Regions from separate parts of the Oryza sativa genome. Here region 1 is linked to region 2. A link is a contact called in public HiCAR-type data. All regions are on one chromosome and are shown on one strand. The core of a region is the stretch at or near the end of the contact, and the rest is flanking DNA. Distances in the headings are between cores, read along the strand shown.

Region 1 (5,165 bases), core at 1,759-4,258, 450 kb before region 2:
ATTTTGGCATCTGACAAGGCGCCAATGTCTTCTAGAGAAAACATGATCAGGACTTCCCTGATTTGATATTCCCAAATCATTTTCACGGGTCCAATCATATAACGATTCTGGAGGACCTACAAATGACAACAATAGAACAATTTCCCAGTTTGAACTTTGAACTAGAAAAAAAAATGATGCAAGGAAGAAGACAAGTCATGCACAACACCATCTCACAGACCATTTCCAATCGTCGTTCTTCGCATTAATGATCGTTGATTGTCCTCTTCTTCTTCCTCCTCTTCATGGCTGTACCTGACAGAACATAATAAGGGGACATGTCAGTTTGATAAAAAAATAATAATCACAACAGGCTATACTTGAACAAATGAAACAAAGTTACACATAAGCATCAGTCGATGTGACTAATATGTATAACAAACCTGAAAACTTCAAATATATTTTTTATAATGGAGCTACAAAAAGCTCAAATGTTTGATGTCTAGCAAAACAATTAAGGCAGTTTATATGGTTTCAAGATCAGGTTGCTGTTCTTTCTTCAACCACGATAAAACTATATGTTTGAACTTTACAATGCCAAAAACTATTGGGAAAACTAAATGCTAGAAGATTCAAGACATTGTTCCTTCTTTTTGTTGTTTAACACAAATAAACTGATCAAATTACATGGTGCAATCTCATAAGACACCACATAAATTCCGTAATTGTCTAACTGATTCCTCACTCCAGTATGATTTTTTTATTTTAAAGAAGGCTACCCTGTCAAAGCATGTAGTAGAAACGCTAGCATCATCTCTCACAATAAGATATAAAAGATGCATGCCAAATATTGGTAACTTGGAAATCGGGAACTAAGATTATCGATACATATGTTCTCAGCAGAAATAGATACCAATACATGCTTTGTTGTTGGTGAAGCGCTCAACAGTCAACATGGAAGTTTAACAGCAGAAAGTAGAAAAGATAATGTAGGGGTACAATAGAAGAAACTAAGATAAGAAAAAAAGACTAGAAGAGTACTGATAAGATATGCATGTAATAGGCAAAAGAAACATGTTAGTCATCCACTTACAGACTTTCATGATCAGAGAAAGAAGATTTCCTTCCATTTTCTAAGCTCACTTTTTGTTGCGATGAGCTGTGGGCTAGATTACCATCAGACGCCACCACTCCTTGTTGCTGCATTAATTCAAAAGAATCAATGTGTGGTAAAGAGTATCTAATTAAGAAATAGTAGTGAAAGGATGTGGGAAAAAGTTCTTCATCGATCCAAAATCAGCATTACACACTAGTCTGAAAATAGGTGTCTAAGTGCCAAAAGTAAGTGTGTTGTGTGTTTGTTTGCATGTGCTTGGTGCTTCCATGAAGGAGCAACGATGAAGTCAATTAACTAAAACAGAGATGTAGGTAAGAATCAAAGTACGCCGGGTGAACCTGATCAATGACCATCTCAATTTTTTCCTTCCAAATTAAAGCCTCCTGGATATTGAATGCAGCCATCTGGTACAAGTTATGCAAGACTGAATGAGGAACATTAGATTATTTAGAAAGTAAGATGCAAGGCCCTCTCTCCATGCCAAAAAAGGGGAATACCTGGCCAAAACAAAATGGTACTTAATAAAGAAAAGTGGATTATATTGTTGGTATACTAAACACACTAAAAAAGGCAAAGCATGTCTTCTGTTTGTTTGTGCTGGAAAAAGAAACATTAGATTTTCCACCTCTTTTATTTTTCTTTTCCAACGTAAAGGAAATTCCTCCCTATGTGAATATCATATGAGAGAGACAGACCAAATAGAAGTTACTATATGACATATGTGCAAATGCAGTGGAAGTAAAAAAACAAAAACTATGATTATTATGCTTGGTGCAATGAGTAAGGGATGAATGAGGGAAATATTAACCGTGATGCGCTGGTGCTTCTCCCTTTTGTTGTAAACGCACAAAACATAAAGCATCTGCAAGACGAAAAATGAAAGCAAAGAAAATCAATGGAATGGAATGCAAAGGCTACAGTGAGGATTAGGAATCAAGAGCACGGAAGAGAAGAGATGTACATGGCCATGGTGCATCTTGAGGCCCCGGTCCTCAACCCTGCAGTTGCCGTCGATGTGAAGGGACTTAATGGGGAGCTTGGGCATCTTGTGCTGGGGCTTGCGTTTGTAGTAGGACAGCAGCCGGGTCTCCAGCACGAAGTAGCGCATGTGGATGAATGACCGCCCAATTTTGCGGCGACCATACCTGACCATCCACCCCTCATATACTACGGATGACGAAGACGACGACATCCCTCACCCCCGCTTCCAATACAACAATGCTGCAATCGCAATGAAGCAATTGCATAGGTCAATTATGCAATCAGTGTACCGAAAAACTAACCTGAACAACTGAATTCGATCCAACTAGTCCTTGTTAAGCACAACATTTACTTCACAGCATCATAGCATCCTCTTCCAGATTACCAAAGTGTCAGGACACATACCAACTACTAACGTTTAACACCCATCTACCCCGCAGCATCACACAAGTAAATTAATACGAGGAGATTGCCCAAACTAGCACAACCGAAACCAGCATCCCGAACAACCCCTCAAGCACATGATAACGATCCACCAAACACCTTAGAGAGCAAAAGAAATCAATCCACACCTTTCAGACCAGCAGCGAACGGAGGGAGGGGGGCGGTCGCCGCCGCCTTTCGTTGGGGCCGACGACGAGTCACCGTGGCGCGGGCCTACCTACCAGGACAGCAGCGCGGCAGGTCCCCGAGACGGGCGGCGGCTCGGCTGCGACGCCTCAGAGCGTCCAGATCTGGGGCCCCCGCTGCGTCGGTGGCGGCGGCGGCGGCGGTGGCGGCCACGTCGAGGCCGCGCGGCGCAGCGACGAGGTGGGTTGGGGGGGTGGAGAGAGAGTGGGCAAGTCCAACCCGGAAAGAGGCGGAGAGGAGACGAGACGAGACGAGGACGAGGAGAAGCACGTGCCACCTGCCTCTCTCTCTGCTGTGCTCCGGCTTCCGGCGGAAGCCGCGGCCGAAAAGGTGGAGACGTTGCGGGGTCACGGACATGTGGGGCCCACGACGACAGTGGGCTGTGTGCGCGAGGCAGCGGAGGAGACCGGCAACTGCCATATGCGCACCGGCAACGACACGGCGCCAGGTGGCCAGTGTTGCTGGGCTGGTAAGATGGGCTCCGCGGATAAGTCCACTTGACATTCCTCAACTTTACGTCAAGTTTGTATAACGTCCCTAACCCCTATACAAGATATCTTTACCCATCGAATGTTCAGAACCATACAAAATAGGTCTCATGACAGTCAGAAAGAAGAGAATTAAAAAAAAACATGTGAAGGCCACATGTAAGTGGCACATCCACAGGAAGATTTCGTTGCCTCACGCCGGCGCTCCTCCTACTCACCCACGCAGAGGCGCCCTCTAGCCGCCCGCGGCACCCCCATTTCTCCCACCTCATCGTCCGCACCGACCACTACACCTCGTTCCACGCCAGCCACTCCCCGTTCAAGCAGCCCATCACTGAGAACCTCCACTACGGTGTCATCAACCTCAACAAAGCTGTCTATCCCCTTGTCGCACGAGGTCGTCGCTTGGATCAAGCGCCTCCTCCTTGTCGAGAAGACCAACCACAGCGGGACCCTTGACCCCCAAGGTCACTGGCAACCTCATCATCTTGTGTCGACCGCGCCACTCGCCTCGTCAAGTGCAGAGATGGTGACTGCAGATTTTGACTTTTTGAGTTAGTCAAATCTTGAAGTTTCTTCAGAATTTAATCGATGATGCCTTCAAAGCAAAGGATGATCCCTTGAGAGCACGATCAGATGCAGCTACATTAGGAAAATCATTGCTGATGAACAACCCGTACATACCCATCCCAAAATCAGCATGACTATTCTAGCGAGCTACTCCTTCATCCCATAAAAACCAATATAATACTAGATGTGACACATCCTATGAATACGAATCATCCAGTTCTAGCCTTTTAGGTTTTTTATAAGTACACATTTGCCCTCAAAGCAGCAGTTTTAGTTGGCCGTTTCAAAGCAGCGAGATACATATCTGCCATCAAATCCGGAATTTTTTTTGAAATAATACGATTTTAATGGAAAATTGCAAAAATATAGGTCAGTCAGGTGAAATCACAAATTTAGCACCATGGTTTGACAGGGGTACCTGTTCAATAGGCCACTGCCGAGCATTGCGCAACCCTGTTCATGTACTTTTTTATTTTTTTAAGTGGTCCTGTCAAACTGCGGTTGTTCGACAGGTACCCACGGTTGTTCAATAGAATGCTAAACTTACGATTTCGTCTCACCGACCTATATTTTTACGATTTTCCATTAAAATCACATTATTTCTAAAAACAATTCCTCAAATCAACAGCAAGGAGTACGTCTGTGTGGCGCGCTTCCACGCGACCACATTGCCCGTGGCAATGCCAGACACCGCCCACGTCGCACGCGCATTCGAGGCGCCAGGCCTGCTAGAGTCCGTCGTGGATTTTAGGAAAAAGTACACCGAAGGTCCCTCAATTTGTCATCGAATTACAAAATCGTCCCTCAACCACAAAACCAGATATATGACATTCCTTAACTTACAAAACCGTTCACTTTAGGTCCTTCGGTGGTTTTGACCCCAGTTTGATCCGATGTGGCTGCTGAATCAGCGTGGGACCCTTGTGGGCCCCACATATCAGGGTGACCACGTCACCACTCTCCCTCTCTTTCCCCTGTTCTCTCTCTTCCTCTCTCATGTGTTCCAGTTTCCCCTGGCGTGGATGGCGGCAGAATCTTCAACGCAGCGGGGAGGAGGGCCAGCGACTGGCAGGGCGCAGGGGAGGAGCGCGGCGGCGGCGGGCGAGCGCCGGGAGGTCGCCGGTTGCAGAGGGGGGAGCAACGGCGGGTGAGCGCGGCAGTGGGCTGTGGCGAGCGGCTGGAGCAGGAAGGCGGCGGCAGAGAGCGGAGCCGGCCGAGCGGAGCGGGGGCGGCTGCGGGCGAGCTCTCACACGAGGATACTGAGGTCGACATCGTCCTTGGCCGGCCGCAGCGGCGCCGCCACCGGCCACGCCATGTTTATTCCCATCAGCATCCTCCTATCCGAGCACATGACTGGTTGTCTTGCTGGCCGATGGCGCCGTATAACTCGGCAGCGAAAC
Region 2 (5,033 bases), core at 1,933-4,432:
TGCTGAAGCTGAGTTAGAAACAATATCATCTTTCCTCTGTATGAGTTCTCTAAGCTTAGGATAGTCCTCCACTACACTTGTAAGCTCCAGTTCTCTGATAAAATTTTGAGGTCGCATGCCAGTATCCACAAAGTTCTGTGAGTAATCATTTTGTTCACCCCGTGAAGGAGCTTTTCCAGCAGGCCCCCGCTGCGGTGTCCAACCCGCAGGTGGTTTATCTTGCAGTATTTCATGATTTGGTGTAGACAATGGATTAAAACCAGTTCCTGGTGCATTCGCTGGAGATCCCAACCCACTGCCTGTTTGATTTAAGTGAATGCTATGATTGGGGCCAGCTGCTACACTGGAAGTGAAACTAGGTCCCGCTACTGGAGGGATAGGAAGGTTGGTTGGAACAGAAAGCATATTCACATCAATACCCCGCGCCCCAGGCCAAACAAGATGCCCGGGAAATGGTGGAATGAAAACACCAGGTCCAAGAGGACCGGGAGAATGGGACATGTTTGGTCCAATTGGTTGCATAGGACCTGGTGGCAGACCAAGAGGTCCAAATGGTGGAGGTGGCATCAGCGGCACTGGAAGTCCCATTCTTTGAGGGTCCCTCACATTTGGTCTTCCTCGTAAACCTCTAGAGGGCCTACTACCTTTTGGCCCTTGCTGAGGAGTTGGAGAAATTATACTCCCACTGCCACTTGGACCGGCTCCTGAATTATTTGATGCTATTGCTCCTCCTCTCCCAGTATGAGAATCGGAAGGAATTTTACCATCCATGTTTTGGACATCATCATAGTATCTCTCCTGTGCATCCTCACCATTTCCATAATTTCTTTTGTTCTCCTCAGATGGATCACTTGTTCCAGGTGTTAAATCCTGAAGGGATCCCATGTTGATTCTTCTTCCAGAAACAGAGCTCTCCCTTCCAAAATCAAGGTTCCTATTAGGCCGAATTTCTATTGAATCAGAACTGTCATATCGATTTCCATATGATGAAGGACCTTTGCTGCTCTCATATCTGCCCCTGGAATCTTTCCTGTACCCAGACCTTCCATGAAAATTTCCCCCATCTAACCTTTCTTGTCCATGCCTCCATTCTGCACCAACATCATAGTCGTTAGGCTCCTTCGAATCATGCCTTTGACGACTCCCCCAATGTTCTTTAGATCCTTCCAACTCTCTATTTCTGTCCCTCCCTCTATAGGACTTATAATCTCCATGAGCATCCACTCTTATTTTTTCTTTCATGCTTATGTTTCTTTCATTATCTGAGTCCGAATGACCTTGGTCGCCATCATCCTTTTCTCTATGATGTCTAGCTTCTTTGTTTCTTCCATCCCTTGACAATGCATGCCCATCCTTGTCTACATAAGGCAGCATATCCTTTGTTTCCACATTATCACTTATTCTATTTGTACCTTCCACTTGATCCATGCATTTCTCATCGCTCTCTTCAGACTTTGCATTGTAATGCAATGTATTTTGTCTAGTATTATCAACAGAATCAACTATCCTATCATCTCTAGCTGGAGGTGAGTCGTACCTTGGATCAATTGATCGTCTATCTTGATCATTCTTATCAGTTCTGGCTGAACCCTTTCTCCTCTCAGTGTCTTCCCATCTTTCACTCAATTCATTCCTGTAATCATGAGCCTCTCTTGCGCTCCTGTTCTTACTTTGATCAGCAGAGGACCTACTATCTCTTGTATCAGCTCTATCAGAACTGGTCCGATCAGAGGACCTGCTTTTACTACGAGAGACATCATGACCGGAAGTTCTGGAGCCAGATCTTCTTGAAGAATCCCAATCATTATTGTCCTCTCTTCTCCTCCTGCTGCTATCCCCATCTCTGTCCTTGTACCCGTCGGACAATCTCCTCTCACTTCTCTCTTCTGGGCTTCTCCTTGGGACCTTGGACACCCGTGATTCCCTTCTTACATCGTAATCATCCTCATCACCTTCATCATCATAGATGTACCTTGTTGACTTGCCAGAACGATTTTTTCTGTCTTCGACATCCTCATGTTCGTCATCTTCCTTCCAACTGCTCCTAGCATCAACATCGTCATCAGCATCTCTCTTGTCACGACTTCGACTAGAATCAGACCCTTCCATTGCAGAAGCTCTCTAAGGCATATATGCTCAACAGAGTTAAGCCAACAGGAAAGTTTATAATTTCCTGCAGAAACAACGCCATATATGGGATTCATACGCAGCACAACTGGACACCCTATTGACCGGAAACGCTAACCGCAACTTTGAAGACATATGCTATCATCACCAAAAAAGAGAAGAGCTAATAAATAAAAAAGTTGGACACCAAGGAAGGGCTTGGTGTCAATGATTTTAAGAAGAAAGAAGCAAAATATTTCCGGTGAGCATGCTCGAGGAGAATCGAACCCAGGCGGATGGGGTGCATGCCAGCCAACCCTGCCACTACACTATGAGTGCATCTCAAGAGGTAATAAATACGAATCAAAATCAAATCCATCTCTATAGCCACATGAAACTTCTAATTATATTGATACCAAATTTATAATGACAACCAAGCTACCGGTTTTGCAGTTATATCACGTAAATCATCAACGCCCGCTAGCCACGTCGGACGCCATGGCGGCGAATCACCTACAGAACCACACCTAGGAGTTATGTGAATCCGTTTCCATATTTAGAGGGATAGAATACCCGGATTCATACTAAATAAAGCTAGGTAGACTAAACAGTTAGGTGAACCTTTTCATTGCTTGATTTACTTCAGTTAAATATCACACCGACCAGTACTTGTTCTTTACTCAACTTACTCCAACTACAACCGTGGGAAAATTAGCACACTGAGCTTAAGTGATTCAGAGCATGGAACCAGCGATCCACCGCGACATGTGATTGGAGGTAAGAGCATGTGAACCTATACCTGCGGAGCAACCGCGACTGCGACCGACGCGCGGCGACGGGGCGAGCGGACGACGAGAGAGAGAGAGAGAGGCTAGCGGTGGGGGGGAGTGGCGCCCGCGGCGGCTTGGTCCGGCGAGGAGCTCGCGGGGAGCAGAGCGGCGGCTGGGGGAAGCGGGAGATGGAGCTAGGGTTTGGGCGGCGGCGGCGCGCCGAGCGTGCGGGCGGCGGCGCGGGGGGCGGAGGCGGAGGCAGCGCGGCCGCGGGCGGCGACCGTACGGACACGCCCAAGCACAGGCAGGTCCCCCGTAGTTGAGGACGGATCTAGAAGGGCCGGTCCATGGGCCGGTTAACATTTGGGCAATCGTCGGCCCATTGCTATTTAGGCCGTGGAGGAAGTGCGGGCTCGTGGGCTGATCCAACAGTGCGGGTGCTTTGGGCAGTAGGAAAAAGTACACCCAAGGTCCCTCAACTTATCATCGAGTTACAAAATCATCCCCCAACCGCAAAACCAGATACCGGGCGTTCCTCAACTAACAAAACCGTTCACTTTACATCCTTCGGTGCTTTTGACCCCGGTTTTATCTGACGTGGCGGCTGAGTCAGCGTGGGCCCCACATGTCACAATACCAGGTCATCTGTCCCCCTCTTCTCTCCCTTCCTCATCTCTCTCTCACTTCTCTCCTCTCTGTAGGGCGGCTGGCGGGTGGGGAGGAGGTCCGGCGGCGGCGGCGGCGGCGCGTGCGACCTCGGGGTTGGACCGTCGGAGAGGCCCGGGAGGCGGCGGCGGCGGCGACGACGACACGGGAGAAGGGAGGTGGCGGCGGCTGCAACGCTTGAGAAGGGAGAAGCGGCCGGAGGCGCCGGCGCGGGAAGAAGCTGTCTTCGGCGTCGTGCCCGCTCCGCCCACCACCGCCTGCTCCACCCGCCGCTACCCCGCGCTCACACACACCCGCCAGCGACGCCGCTGACGGCGCGGACGAAAGATCTGCGGCCATGGACGACGACGGCGGCGACGTCCTCGCTCTCCCCGTCCCGATCCCCGTCGGCGCCATCTTCCTCTCCTGCGGCGCGCCTGCCCGCCGCTCGTCTGCTCCGCCGACCGGCCGCTCCCCGCGCAGTCGGCGGCGGCGAAGGTGACCGTGCCGGCGTCGAGGTCGTGGCCGACGTGGATGTTCTGCTGCGCGAGGTTCCCGAGGATGGACACCGGCTGCTGCTCCGTTATCGCCACGATCGCCAGGCACAGCGTCCCTTCCTGCACCATCACGAACGCGTTCTCCGGCATCAGCGCCAACGTCAAGTCCGGCGTCAAGTCCGAACTCCAGCGTCAAGTCCGGACTCGCCTGTTCGGTTCACTTCCTGCTGGCTGTACACAAGAGGTCATTCAAGATCAGTAACTCATACTCTATTCTAGCAAGCTGGCTGTTGGTGAGAATTCTGAATTCTCATTGCATCGCCTAACGAAGATCGGAGTGCTATACATCAATCAATTTCTCAGCTGGGAGTGTTACTCCTGCATTGCTCTACAATTTATGGGTCATGTAATTTGATCTCTCACAGAATGTATAGCGAGGTAAGACAGCGAAACCGGCGCCACAAAATATCTTGAAATCCTGTTCTTCTGATAAAAGAACAGCTTAGCTTGAGATTGTTCTGTTCACTTACAAAGCTTATTTTTGCATTTCTGTATCTTACTATCCTTTCTACATAAGTACTGTGATTATCTGAACAAGATTCCACGATGGAGTATAGATGTTTATCGATGTGATTTGTGATTCTCTCTCCGGCTTCCACCTCCTGCCCGGCCACCTCGTAGCACAGCTGCAGCAGCCCGTCCGGCGACTGCACCGGCGGCAGCGTGATCCAGCGGGAGAGCTCGTCGACAAGTGGTCCCATCAGAGCTGGGTCGAGGAATGTCAGCGTCGTGCCGGAGTCCACGATGATGCGGGAGCTCGCCGCCGACGCCACCGTCTTGTTGCCGACCTTGACGGAGTCGAGGACCACGGTGTAGTACGTGTCCACGTCCCCAACGACGAGCGGCGTGCTTGCCGCTCCGGGCTCGGTGACGTTGGCGAGGGCACCGAAGTTGAGCGCCGACGAGGTGTTGACGGAGTGCGGGACGAGGCAGTACGACTGTAGGAGAATCTCTG

The links. HiCAR-type assays count read pairs that join an accessible place to other places.
Region 1: a HiCAR-type map of leaf shows a contact between it and region 2, with 4 times the contacts expected there. The contact joins the promoter of LOC9267624 here to the promoter of LOC4348759 in region 2. A contact is called at or near these places in 1 of 15 Hi-C or Micro-C datasets (leaf) and 1 of 4 datasets of contacts at active chromatin or transcription factors (leaf).

What each region holds. Positions count from the first base shown.
Region 1 is chr10:17,315,878-17,321,042 of ASM3414082v1, reverse strand. LOC9267624 (protein ENHANCED DISEASE RESISTANCE 2) reads right to left here and starts at 3,008. Exons shown (of 22, transcript XM_015759172.3): 1 at 2,650-3,008; 2 at 2,058-2,317; 3 at 1,905-1,958; 4 at 1,435-1,500; 5 at 1,073-1,179; 6 at 221-294; 7 at 1-116. The coding sequence starts at 2,288.
Region 2 is chr10:16,864,570-16,869,602 of ASM3414082v1, reverse strand. It overlaps LOC4348759 (N6-adenosine-methyltransferase non-catalytic subunit MTB), which reads right to left and starts at 3,182. Exons shown (of 8, transcript XM_026020834.2): 1 at 2,906-3,182; 2 at 2,549-2,619; 3 at 1-2,173. The coding sequence starts at 2,109. It also overlaps the pseudogene LOC4348757.